3 separate regions of the Mus musculus genome follow, and regions 1 and 3 are each linked to region 2. The links are chromatin contacts, called in public HiChIP or PLAC-seq and promoter capture Hi-C maps. All regions are on one chromosome and are shown on one strand. Each heading gives the region's core, a stretch centred on a gene start, on an enhancer-like site or on the middle of the called end of the contact. The rest is flanking DNA. Distances are from core to core; before and after follow the strand shown.

The links. HiChIP or PLAC-seq counts read pairs in DNA pulled down with a chosen protein or histone mark. Capture Hi-C pulls out chosen DNA fragments and counts their contacts.
Region 1: a contact with region 2 is called in a promoter capture Hi-C map of adipose tissue, with 2.9 times the contacts expected there. The contact joins the promoter of Tmem71 here to the promoter of Efr3a in region 2. A contact is called at or near these places in 1 of 484 Hi-C or Micro-C datasets (LSK cells), 2 of 115 datasets of contacts at active chromatin or transcription factors (extraembryonic endoderm stem cells and memory CD8 T cells) and 1 of 9 other capture datasets (adipose tissue).
Region 3: a contact with region 2 is called in an H3K27ac HiChIP or PLAC-seq map of extraembryonic endoderm stem cells, with 3 times the contacts expected there. The contact joins the promoter of Phf20l1 here to the promoter of Efr3a in region 2. A contact is called at or near these places in 1 of 484 Hi-C or Micro-C datasets (LSK cells), 2 of 115 datasets of contacts at active chromatin or transcription factors (astrocytes and extraembryonic endoderm stem cells) and 1 of 9 other capture datasets (liver).

What each region holds. Positions count from the first base shown.
Region 1 is chr15:66,558,890-66,562,928 of GRCm38.p6, reverse strand. It overlaps Tmem71 (transmembrane protein 71), which reads left to right and starts at 1,883. Exons shown (of 10, transcript NM_172514.3): 1 at 1,883-2,199; 2 at 3,567-3,649. The coding sequence starts at 3,610.
Region 2 is chr15:65,785,714-65,789,716 of GRCm38.p6, reverse strand. Efr3a (EFR3 homolog A) reads right to left here and starts at 2,697. Exons shown (of 23, transcript NM_133766.4): 1 at 2,471-2,697. The coding sequence starts at 2,480. Gm41339 (a long non-coding RNA gene) reads left to right here and starts at 2,674. Exons shown (of 3, transcript XR_875389.2): 1 at 2,674-2,840. It overlaps Gm41338 (a long non-coding RNA gene), which reads right to left and starts at 2,120. Exons shown (of 2, transcript XR_875388.2): 1 at 1,336-2,120.
Region 3 is chr15:66,575,483-66,579,608 of GRCm38.p6, reverse strand. Phf20l1 (PHD finger protein 20-like 1) reads right to left here and starts at 2,037. Exons shown (of 21, transcript NM_001081409.1): 1 at 1,762-2,037.

The DNA of each region.
Region 1 (4,039 bases), core at 634-3,133, 770 kb before region 2:
TGGACCTTCACATAACCAGACAAGGCTCATGCTCCATTAACACATTTCACATTCTGCACAGGTTGCTGGGTAGAAAATGAAGTGGAAAGAGTTCTGGAAAAAAGCTCAGCTTAGCCATGGTGACCAATTACAAAGTCACCACCTGAGGAAATAAAAGCATATCACTATAAACAACTAAGTTTTGGATACTTATTTTACTGTGGAGTAATTTCTGTATTAGAATGACATCCCTGCCACTCTTTCCAGATTATTAGCTTTCCCAGACTCTGACCAGAAGAACAATGTCAGGCCCTGATATAATTCTGTAGTGTGTGTGGCAAAAAGCCCAGACTGAGGTAGCTGGTAGTCATGCAACTCATACATTTTTAATTTCCTAGTATGTACTAAACCTCATACTACACCATGATATATAACAAGAAAAGAATAGATAGACCTTAGGCTCTGAAGTAAAGCAGGAGATGGAACATAGAAAGTCTCTTGGTTCCTTAACTGTAGCTATGACGCACACTCCAAATAAAAATTGTAGAGAGCTGTGGCCTTCATAACTTGATCTAGGAGAGGTCATGTAGAAGGAGTTGCTTAGGAACAAGATGTAGAAACAACGGTAGTATGTTTAAAGACTCCAAGGTGAAAGCAAACCTGAACAAGATGAAAGGCTGAAGATCAACATGGTCAAACTTTAGAAGATAGAATGTGTGCAGTATGAGGCTAAAACTTGCCTCATAGGCTGCAGGGGTGATTTTGAACTTATTATGAGAGAGGAGCAAAGATGAAGGTTTTAATTTAAGGAATGACATAATCAAATTTACATAGTGAGATATGTATGTGCATAATGTGTTGGATAGAGGCCAAGTAGACAGTTGGAATGTTAGCATAAAATACAGTCAGAATGAGGTAGTAAGTGGAGTCCCAGGGAGAGACAATGGAGGTGGAAAGAATGTGGGATTCTGCGTAGGAAATAATACTGATATCTCCTAACATCAAAAATAATCTCGGTAGCAATCCCCAAGAATTAATAACACAAACTCTCCACCATCCTGATCAAGCTCTCCAAAGAGAAGTCAATTCACAAAATCCAATAAGGAATACATCTTGCACATTCCCTCAGGTACCCAGCTATTTCTTTCTTCTTTCTTCTCATTTGATTCTGCAGGCCAACCTTGGGGCTATAGATTATTACATTTAAATTTGAGAAAATTGCAGCTCAAAGATGCTAAGCCACAAGTCTGAGGTCCCAAAGCTATCGTGAAAGACCATTTTAATCTTAGCCTGTCTATGCCAGTGCCTGGAAAATGAAGAAGTGGATGCTCACAGTCATCTATTGGATGGAACAGAGGGCCCCTAAAGAAGGAGCTAGAGAAAATACCCAATGAGCTAAAGGGGTCAGTAACCCTACAGGAGGATCAGCAATATGAACTAACCAGTAACCCCGCCCTCCCCCCAGAACTGTGTCTCTAGTTGCATATGTATCAGAGGATAGCCTCATAAAAATCACATTATTATAGATAATATATAGCTTTTATAGCATCCTGAACTTGATAGCGTTGATGCTATCTTTGATATATTTAGGTTAATTGGACCAAGAGCATAATAACTGTATGCTACTCATAACTGAATATAGCCAGAAAATGTCAAACAGGAAACATGGCTTAAATTTTCTCATGTTAATATAGTTTGAGGTGACACAGAAGCTCTGAGAAGCATCCCTCAATGATCACAATGTATGGAGTTGACCTGACTCTGGGTTGCCTGTTCCCTTCTGATGGTCAAGAAGATCTGCTGTATTTACTCTGTGAACACCACTGATGCGATCGTGACAGGAAGTATGACCTCATTCTGCTGCCCTGCCTCTAGTTCGGAAAGGCTGATATTGAAAGTAAACAAGGCCCGTGAGACTAACTCCCAAGAATGACAAGCTATTCTATTCTTGGAAGCAGCTGAAAGATCCAGAGGCCCCTGACCACCAAATTGCCCTGTGAAAGTGGCAGAGACATGGTCATCTCCAACCAGAAGGGAAGACGGGGTGCTCTGTGGGAAGTCACTTCTGCACCTGTTGACATTCTGATGGGATTTTTCAGTTGAAGAACGGCTCGGTCCAGCTTTCTGCACTACCAACCACTGGGAAGCTTCGTATTTCAGTAACCCTCCTGTCATTTATCAGTCGGAAGAAGAGCCCGGGGACTCCCTGTGGAGGAATATGTATGAGCAAGTTATATTTCAGAACAGATGCATTGCTTTGATGAGCTGGTAGACAGAGTCTGTTTCTTGAAAAGTTCTTGAGCTGTGAATGCAAGTTGTTTTCACAGTTACTAATTCTTGACTAGCGGGCATTATGCTCACTGTACATGGCTCCTCGCTTTTGTAAGATCAAACAGCGAGACCTTGCTTTCTGCTGCACAATGCCTTGCCTTAAAACTAAGCTTACTGCCTGAGGAAAACTAACATATAGTCATTTGGACTGGACAAAGTCTTATTGTATTACTCAATGCTGAAATCACAAGGAACATGCTAGTATGTTCACTTGTATGGATATTATCTTTTTCAAACCAGTGATTTTCTTTTTTAAAAATGTGTGTCTTTATTTAGAAATCTTCCAAAGAATGCTAGAAAGTTCTGTATTATTTAAGACAATCTTATAAGCTGGAGTATATGATTCCTTGAAAGGTTCACTATACATTATTAAATAATCTAGTTTGAGCCTTAGAGTTGATGTGACTGATTTAATGTATTATGTTATAGCAATCAATTATTAGTTGACATGTTTATCAAAAACAGGGACAGAACTACTAGATCATAAAAGGCTCTCATGTCACCTTATAAAACTACTAGGGTCGTATTATACATATATACTTATATACATACAAACATATGTATATGTATACACTTATATAATTTATGTAATTCAGTAGCTACATGGAGATAGAACTATGTGATAAGAGGTAACTGATCAATATTTGCACAAATTGCACACTTTGAAGCATGCTTACTTTGAAATTGAAAAGTAAATTCTAAGCTTTCAGGAATGTGACTTTGTAATCTGGGTTGTGGTGGTCTATTTGTAGCTCAGTATAGCTTATGCTGTTTAGGAATGTTCAGACTGATAGCCACCACAAAAGCCTTGACCTTCTCCATGGCCACTTGTCAATGGCAACAATCTCCAAGCACTTACTGCAACTCAATAATGAAACTAGTTCTGCTGGCTGCTTTAAATACACATTTGTTTCAAGGACACTAGAACCAGCCTCTTTTTCAGATTTCTTAATTAAGTAACAAAAACCTATTTAATCTGGATGACAAATAAACCTTTGTAAGTATTGCTTTTCTCTCACAATGGTGTTGTTATTTACAGAATATTCAGACTTAAGGAATGAGACAATGAAAAATAGAATTTAAAGTAGGCAGCCCCACACTGAAGTCCCACAATCTGGTCTGCTTCTCCAATCCTACATCTCTGTACTATTTCAGCAAACAAATCTGACTAGTGCAATTAGTAGACGCCATCTGTTTGGCATCATTTGTCTATTTTTAATATATAGTCCATCTTTTTTTTTTAACGTCTTTTGCAGAAAAAAAAAAATCTGTGAAGTTTGAACAAGCGGCCTTCTCAAGATGTACCGAGACTCTCCACTGATGTCGACACCAGTAGCAAGTAAATGTGAAACTGCTCTGTGCAATTATCTTTGAACGATTAGAGTCCTCTTAGCAATTTCCTTGCTTTGATTTTGCTGATACTCAGACCATTAGCCATCTGTCAGTAGCTTGTGTTTTTTAAATGCCAGTGTGTGCGCTTTGGCAATGATTTCGACTTCATTTCTTTCCTTGAAAGAAATGTGGCATTTTTTTTTCTTTTAGGATTAAAAAAAAATCACTATTTTTTTAGATGCCTATGCATAAATGTGAAAGGAGGCCATTTATTGGCTACTATTAAGATGCAAAACTGTCTACAAAAATGCTGAAAGATTGATCACAACTTTCAGAAAATAAGGGCGTTGTTCAAACGGTAGTGGTTTCTTCCTTCCTCTTATTTTTCTCTCCCAAC
Region 2 (4,003 bases), core at 1,448-3,947:
AAGTTTACAAAAAAATTCATAGAATTTTGGCATAGCTTACATTTTTGTCAGTATAGCTTATAAAGAAACAAAAATTTTATTCAACTTTGGCTAAAGACAAATAAACATTATCCATGCTCAATGAAGATATTGGGTAAAGGGGCCAAATATGTGTCCAAGTACTGGTTCTTCTCTATTTATGACCTCAAGAAGCCATCAAAACTTACTAAAACCTATACATGGTGTTACACATCCACAGCCCTTTAGCAGTGGCATAAGGATCAGAAGCTCTAGGATAGCCTGCTCTATATAATGAGCCACTGTCTAAAACCAAAATGAAATTGTGATTTAAAAAAAAAAATCTGTGCCTCTGCCTCCTGATCTTCAAAAATAAAAAGATTGGATTAAGAAACCTCAACTTTCCTTCCAACTCAAAAGCCTTTGAAATTAAAAGTTTAACAATAGTCTAGGTTTGAAAAAAAATCATCTAATGAGAGCCCTGATGTCAGCCAGCCAACTACAGACTAAACACAGAATGACAAGGACAGGAGCTGTTCTGTGCTGGACCTTTCTTGCAGACATCCTTCTAGTTGCTTCCTCAAGGAGTTCTTGGCTCACTAAACAACTCCAACTAAACAATACTCCTTAGGCACACACTTGCTTGGCCAGCGTGGCTCCAGCATGTGAAGGTGGCTTCTGCTATCAGTGTCATTTCAATTCCAAGTGAACAACAAAAACAACAATAGAATGATTTATCTGTGAGCTGCTTGCAGAGTTCTAGAACCTAGAGATTAAAGCGATCCTCTTTAACCCTTCACTTTTGTAGAAAAGCACTGCATTTCATTAGCTAAAACACTTAACGGTTAACTGGCTGAGCATCTAAATAACGATTTTTTTATAAAAAATTAATTTCTTTTCCTAAAAGCACCCATAATACCATACTACAGTGACTGACTGTGTCACAGTCTCTGCTTATACATTTAGTCTACTTTAGACACGGGGCATCTAAGAAGCACTCCTGCCCACTGAAGAATCTCGGACACCTTGAGGGCTCTGACCATCAGGAGAAAAAAAGCAAGAGCTACCATTTCAGAGCTGAACTTCTGTCCACATCAGTATCTCCCTTTGATTCCAGGTGATGCACAGCAACAAATTGACAGATAAGTCATGATCATTTCTCTTGACCTCCTACTCACGGTGAGCAATCTGACACCGAAGTTCATCCAAAACTCACTGGACACAGTAAATAAATCAAACATCCTAAAAATGTAACTATCAGCATCCTCTCTAGGAAACTAAATGCTAGCACATAACTAAAAGCTCGATGATTTTGCAGAATTTTAATGGGAATTTTACCAAGACAGTCCATATGCAGTCTCATCTTTTGATGTCCTTTATCTTTCTCCCCTTTCGTTTCCCAGAAGATTGGCACGGTGCTAATTCCAAATAGTCAAATAATAGAACATGAGTGTAAGGAATAATAAAACTGGCAATAATGATCATGAACAAGATAGGCAGAGAATATACCTCCAGGCTGGAGGAATCAAGCAGAAATGTAAAGTAAGAAACACAGAATAACGTGCAAACAAAATAAAACACACTTGGTATTTGAGGGGTCAAAGTGACCTTTACATTATGATGAAAGGTTTGACACAGCTATGAGGCAAACCATTCTAGTATTCAGAAAGAAATCTTTACCCAACACTAGAAGAAATTGTGCATTTGAAGCTGCCTAGAAATCCCGTACTTATGTCTACAGAAACCATGCAGGGCTAGTTAGGAATTCCGAGAAAAACATTCACAAGTCTTTAAAGATTCTATGGCAAGACACACTTACAAGAGCACTACTTGCAAAGACCCTCAAAAACCCATAACCAGCATCAGCCACCCAGTTAGCACGTAATCAATGTGAGCCACATGATTTAAAGCCTCAGCGTGAGTATCTGGGTCACTCTTAGCAACTGTGTAGTACCTTGTAGTACAGTGTCTCTCTCTCAAAGCCTCGACTACCGGGGTCATCTCGAAACCTATCGTCCCTCTGGGACAGCCGGGATGCTTGCTATGAGTGGAGCCCGGGTCCCACCGCAGGCGGGCAAGCCAAAACCGCGTCCAAGTCAGCCAAGAAGTAGTCAGACTGACACACTTCGGGGCAGCCCGGCCTCTGGCCGCAGGGAGGGCTGCAGCCTGTCCCTCGGACCTAAGTCCCTCAAACTAAGGCAGCACAGGCCTCGACCTTGGGGCCACAGTCGAGTGGGCCCGCGCGGCGAGTGGACCAGCCCGGGCTTCCCGGGTCGCACTGGTCTCCGTTACCGCGCCGTCACCGCGGGCCGCCGTCAGTTCCCGTAACGCTCCCGCCTCAGTTTCCCCGAGGGTGCACAGAGATCCCGCGCTCCCCGCCCACGGGACGCTGAAGTCTAAGCGAAACTAACTCAGGGCGGACCGGCGCTTCCTGGAGGCGCTGCCCGCCCGCCCGGCCTGGCCCGACACTCACGGGTAGGCATGGCGACCCGAGTTCGCCGCGCTCGCCGCCGTCCCGGGACTCAGAGGGGAAGCGCGAGCCGCGCCGACCGCAGCATGACTGCGGAAGCCCGGCCACGGACGCCTCGTCGGGGCGGAGGACGAATTGCCGAGAGAGCGGACGCCGACCGGGTACAGCGACCACCGGCCGTGATCCGCGCCCCGTCGACGACGCGGTGGGCCGACCCACGCCCGTGACGTCAGCGCGTTGCCGCTGGGAGGCTCCGCCCCCAAGCGCTAAGCTCGGCCCCCAAGCGGTGACTGCTTGGCTTGGCCCTTACCTGCAGAGTGGGCAGCAGGAAGGCTGGCTGTTTTAACTCCAAGGTCACTTTAGGACTGTGAGGGTAAGGCCAATAGTCTTGAGTGTAGTGACTTTCCCCAGGCTCCCGTTCGGATCTATTTAACTGCCAGATTTGTGTCGGAAAGCCCAATGCTTTTGAAATGCACTTGGGTTATCTGGGGTGATAGTTGAGCATTTTCTCTGAGGACAGAAGAAAATGTCATTTCTCCTGGGGCTTCCCGTAACTTTCAAAGTGAGACAGTCCTCAGGACTTGGTCTTCTTCTTTCGAACAAGTTCTGAACACTTGGCTAACCCTGTTCTTAGCTCTGGGTATCATTAATATTCTACTTGATGGGTCTATTGGGAATCACAAATCTGGGTCAACCCTAGAGCCAGGGCATCTCTAATGTGGGCAGTACACATAACATTGGCCAGACACCATACTCTGGCCACAGCCCCTTTAGAGAAATAAAAGCAATGTCCAGAAGTCCAATACTGTGTTTCCAAAGTGGCTCATTTAAGAGACATGGAATTCTGCTATAGAATTAGTAATGAGTATATTACTAAGTCCTGAGCTAATGCTGCTGGATAGCATATGGGATGATGTAACTATACACTTTGGTTTGCAGACCTATACCCTGGAGCGTAGTGCCAACTTTCTGCTTAAGAAATAAGATTGTGAAGTCTGAAGAGGAGGAGATAAAGAAGATGAAGTAACCAGGAAGGCCTGAGGGCAATTACTCTTTGAGTCAACTTGGAATAAAACAGAATTTGAATTAGCAAAGGCCTTGGAGGAAGGGGGGGGGGTGTGGAGAATAGAAGCAATTTCTCGAGTGAGTCATAGAAACGAGTGAAGGGAAGTACACGTAAGAGATGTGAGACTTGTCCCTTGCTGACAGGGAAGGACAAACCAGCAAGGATGAAGCCCATACTTAAACAGGTTCTGTGATCGTAGAGTCGTCAATCTGACAGAATCTGGAATTACCGGGGATGCAGGCCTCTGGGCATGCCCGTGAGGATTATCTTGATTAGGTTAATTGAGGTGGGAAGACCTGGACAGCATAAGTGCCAAGAGACAGCTCAGCAGCAGAACACACAGAGCACTCGGCTTCCCAGCAGTACAGTCCACTGCTGCTACATCTTCACCAGAACTGACTGCAACCTTGAACTGTGAACCAGAAGAAGCCCTTTCTATGAGATTCAATATGGTGGGGTGTGCCTTTGGT
Region 3 (4,126 bases), core at 788-3,287, 790 kb before region 2:
ACAAGCACTGTGTCAGGGAGGAGTCTCACCAACCTTTCTGGAAAATCAGGGTAGTTAGTGCATACTATCTCAACAGCACACCATAGCATCATTTTAACATAAAGACTTGCAAATGAGTTTTCTTTTTCTTTCTTTATTTCTTTCTTTCTTTTTTTTTTCGAGGCAGGGTTTCTCTGTGTAGCCCTGGCTGTCCTGGAACTCACTTTGTAGACCAGGCTGGCCTCAAACTCAGAAATCCGCCTGCCTCTGCCTCCTGAGTGCTGGGATTCCGAGTGCTGAGATTCCGAGTGCTAGGATTAAAGGCATGCCCCACCACGCCCGGCTTCAAGTGATTTTTCTTAAATTTCACATTTCATAATCAAATTATGCCAGACTCTGGGTAAGGTTTCTATTATTAACTCAACATTGTGCCCATAATGACAATTAAAAAAAAAAAAAAAAAAAAAACCTGCAGGAGTCGTTACTTCACTATACTTCACTATAGCCCATTTACATTAAGTATTTAATGATCTTTTGGCCACACTGGCTTGCCTAGCACACGTGCAGCCTTTTTGACTACCGAGTATTTGAAGAGAATGCATATATTCTCAAGGTATCAATAGTGGAATGAAAATAATAACTGGCAAGCACGGTCTTATCAAAATACAACGGGTTGGGGACCAGGAATCTAACGCTGCTCTTGTTGGAGGGAGATGCTTAGAACATGTTCTTACATTACTACTCACTAGGATCTTTCTAGCTTAAAAAAAAAAAAAATAAACACCACACAAATGAAAAATCCCCACACAAACGAAAAATCTTATAATGTTTTAGCCACTGTTTAAAACAGGTAAAACTTAAGAGCAAACAGAATTCCAAATGTCCCTTCCTGTTTTTTTTTTTTTTTTTTAATCTGAAAAGGGAAGAAAAGAAATAGCATCAACGCTTGTTACAAAAATATGGGGGATCAAGTTTACAAGGTCGTGCCTAAGGGGATATAGAATATCCTGACATGGCATCAGTGAGGTTAAGATTCATAGCCAGGACACACTAGGTGTAATGGGAACAAACATAAATATTTTAAATAGAAATCTTGTAAGTGTGCAACATACAAGGCTGTTACTTCAATGTACAGAAATAGAATCCGAAGAGGCAGTTTGCCAGTTATGCTAACATTTCCTAAGATCAAACTTCCAGCCTGTAAATCTAATCCCCCGTGACTCTCAGGAATGAGGACCTCAAAAGGCAGGGACGATTTCCATTCTCTTGTGAGGAGACAGGAGAATGAGGGAGGCGGCAGAATTAGGAACTTTTACGAAAGACAATCTATTGGACAGACCCTTAAAGTGAAACTGTGGAACAGGGAGCGAGAAAGGGGAGAAGGAAACAAAAAGAGAAATGAAAAAAGACCAGAAAGCGGTAAAAAAGAGTTCGTTGTAAGGATGGTGGAAGTTTGCAGAGATGACAGTGAGAGGAAAGAGACAGACACACAGAGCTAGAGAGCGGTGAGGGAAAGACCGCGAAGCTAAGCAGAGGGGACGAGGCGGGCTCGCAGGGGTGTCAAGGGGAGCCAGGAAAGGCCGCGGCGCGGCTGGCCCGGAGCCCGGGAGCTGCAGGTTGACAGCCGCCGGCCCGGCAAGGGAAGGAAGGCGGGGGTAGCGCGGCGGCGCGCAGACAATAGGGTCAGCGGATGGCAGGGAGCGGGACGCCGGCCGAGAGCAACGCGGGCGCGAGCGCAGCCCGGGGACCCGGCAGCTTCCAGGCCCCTCCGCCGCCTCTTACCGACTCGGCCTCGTCTCCGCACAGCAGCCGGGCCGTCCGGGGCCGAGCCGGGGCGCGTCAGGGAGGCCAGCGCGGGCCTCGTTCGAGTCTGCCCGGGCAGCAGCAAGGGAGGGAGCGGGAGCCGAGTGAGCCGGGCCCGCGGCGCCGCGTCGGCCCGAGGAAACGCGGGAGGAAGCCCTCAAGCCCACTCCGGCTCCGCTACCATCGCAGCCGCCGTCGCTGCCGCCGCTGCCGCCTCCGCAGCCACCACCGCCGCCGGCCAGCCCTGACGCGACGCCGGCCGGGGACGTCAGCCGCCCGCGACGCGCCGGAAGCGGGCTGGGTTGAGTCACGTGGTACGCGAGGGCCGGGCTGGCGCGGCGCAGCCGATTGGAGGACTATTCTGGGGGTGGGGCTTCGGCCAGGCTGGGCTACTTACACATAGAAAAGACCTGGGCTCTAGATTCCCCTTGGTGGGGTCAAGAGGATGGTGGCCTTTTGTGATTGTTGCTGGTTTCTAACAAATCCCACTACTTGACACATTGGGCAAACTTGTCAATGCACCACACACTTTTCACCGTGTCTGTTCTATCCCACGTTAAGGACAGACACAATGATCTGTATTACAAAATCAGAATTGTCTCTTTTGAATGGATACTTTGTCACGACACTCTGCTATAAATATATCACATGACAATCAAAACTGCACACTTATACTACTTTCCAAATTCAGAAATCTTTATAAAACAAATAAAAGATTCTTAAGAATCTTTAAAAATTCCTAAGAAGTTTAGGGTACTAATAGAACAAGTCTTCACAATTAATAGTATAGGACTACCTCTGTTGAACACCTACCATGTACCAAAGTCTATATTAAGCAGGAGAATCCCTATCCCAACTTTGAGAAGATCTACAAGTTATCATTCAAAGTGCTACTGAGAGAAAACATCTATTTTTTTCCCCACTCCATCACTCTGCCTCCCACGTTTTAAAAGTGCATCACTGCATACAAATGACACTTATATTTATCTTGCTTCATCGTGTACAGTGAAAATAGAAATGTTTTCTCTGACTTTCAAGAGATTTGGTAAATTGAGAAAATCTTCATAATCATCCTTTTATTCAAAAGACATTCATTCAAGAAATATATATCTAATAGTTGCAGAGTTATACTGAGCTTAGTGATGCTACAAACAATGCGAATAAGACAGTTCTGAGATGATATTTGTCTTTATGTTCTTCTTTTTAATCCTCTGTGGTTCTCATTGGTCCAATACAATTAATATTTCTATTATTTCTAGAATCTTTTTTCTGTCACAGGCAGAATTATACTTTCCACTTTTAAAATATTATGTACGGTTATTTAATTTGCTGTAAAATTAGAATACAAGTAAGATCACACACACAAGAAAATGCCAATGCAAGAAGACAGTTCTAAAATATTTTTGTCCCCCAGTACTGTGATTTACAATGTTTGCAATAATTACTGTTTTAGCAGTAGAAGTCCTTGATACACTAGGATGACTGTAGGAATTATGGATCACCTAAAACAAACATGCAATTTAAAACAACACTTGATTTAAACAATAAAATGTATAATGTTGTCAAATAAAAAACATATATTTATAAATCAGGATCATTTGTTTCAGAGTCTAATCTAAATTTAATGAAGAAGTGTCAACCCTTCATTAGATGGGATGAAAATATTAGAATCTAATGAATTTAGTCCCCCTTGAGGCTATAGGTCTCACTTTAAATGCTATTTAAACTATATTGTTTTAAAATTTGTATTTAAAGATGCTAGCAATGTGCAGAATATGGAACAAAGTTTACAAATCACATCAGTGACAGTACCACTAAGTCAGGTTTCTGACGAAAGATAGATAGATAGATAGATAGATAGATAAAGAAAGAGATGTGTGTGTGTATTACATATATATGTGTGCATTCATTTAAAAATGTGTGCTTGAATATATATATGTATATATACATATATACTTTTTCTGAATGTATGTATATACTCTTTACTATGTTGAGTGTCAACCAGCATGATCATTCTCTGTTTCAAGTAGAAATAAACAGAGTCCCTCAAAGGCACACCATAGAATAAAAGTGAGAGGGACCACCATGTACACTCAGGCAAGCAACCCTTAGCAAACTCATTGAGCAACACTCAAAATGGAGACATGAAAGTAAAGCTGAGACTTGTTTAGAAGAGGAGTTCCAGTGAAGGAGGGGGTGAGAAGGGGAAGCAGGTGTGAAAATGACTAAAATTTATGTTACAAGTGTGTAAAATAGTCAAATCAAAAATGAATGTTTTATAAATGGGAATGAGGTCTTAGGTGCATTAGTGGCTTGAGTGGCTTGAGTGACTTGTGGTCCTGTG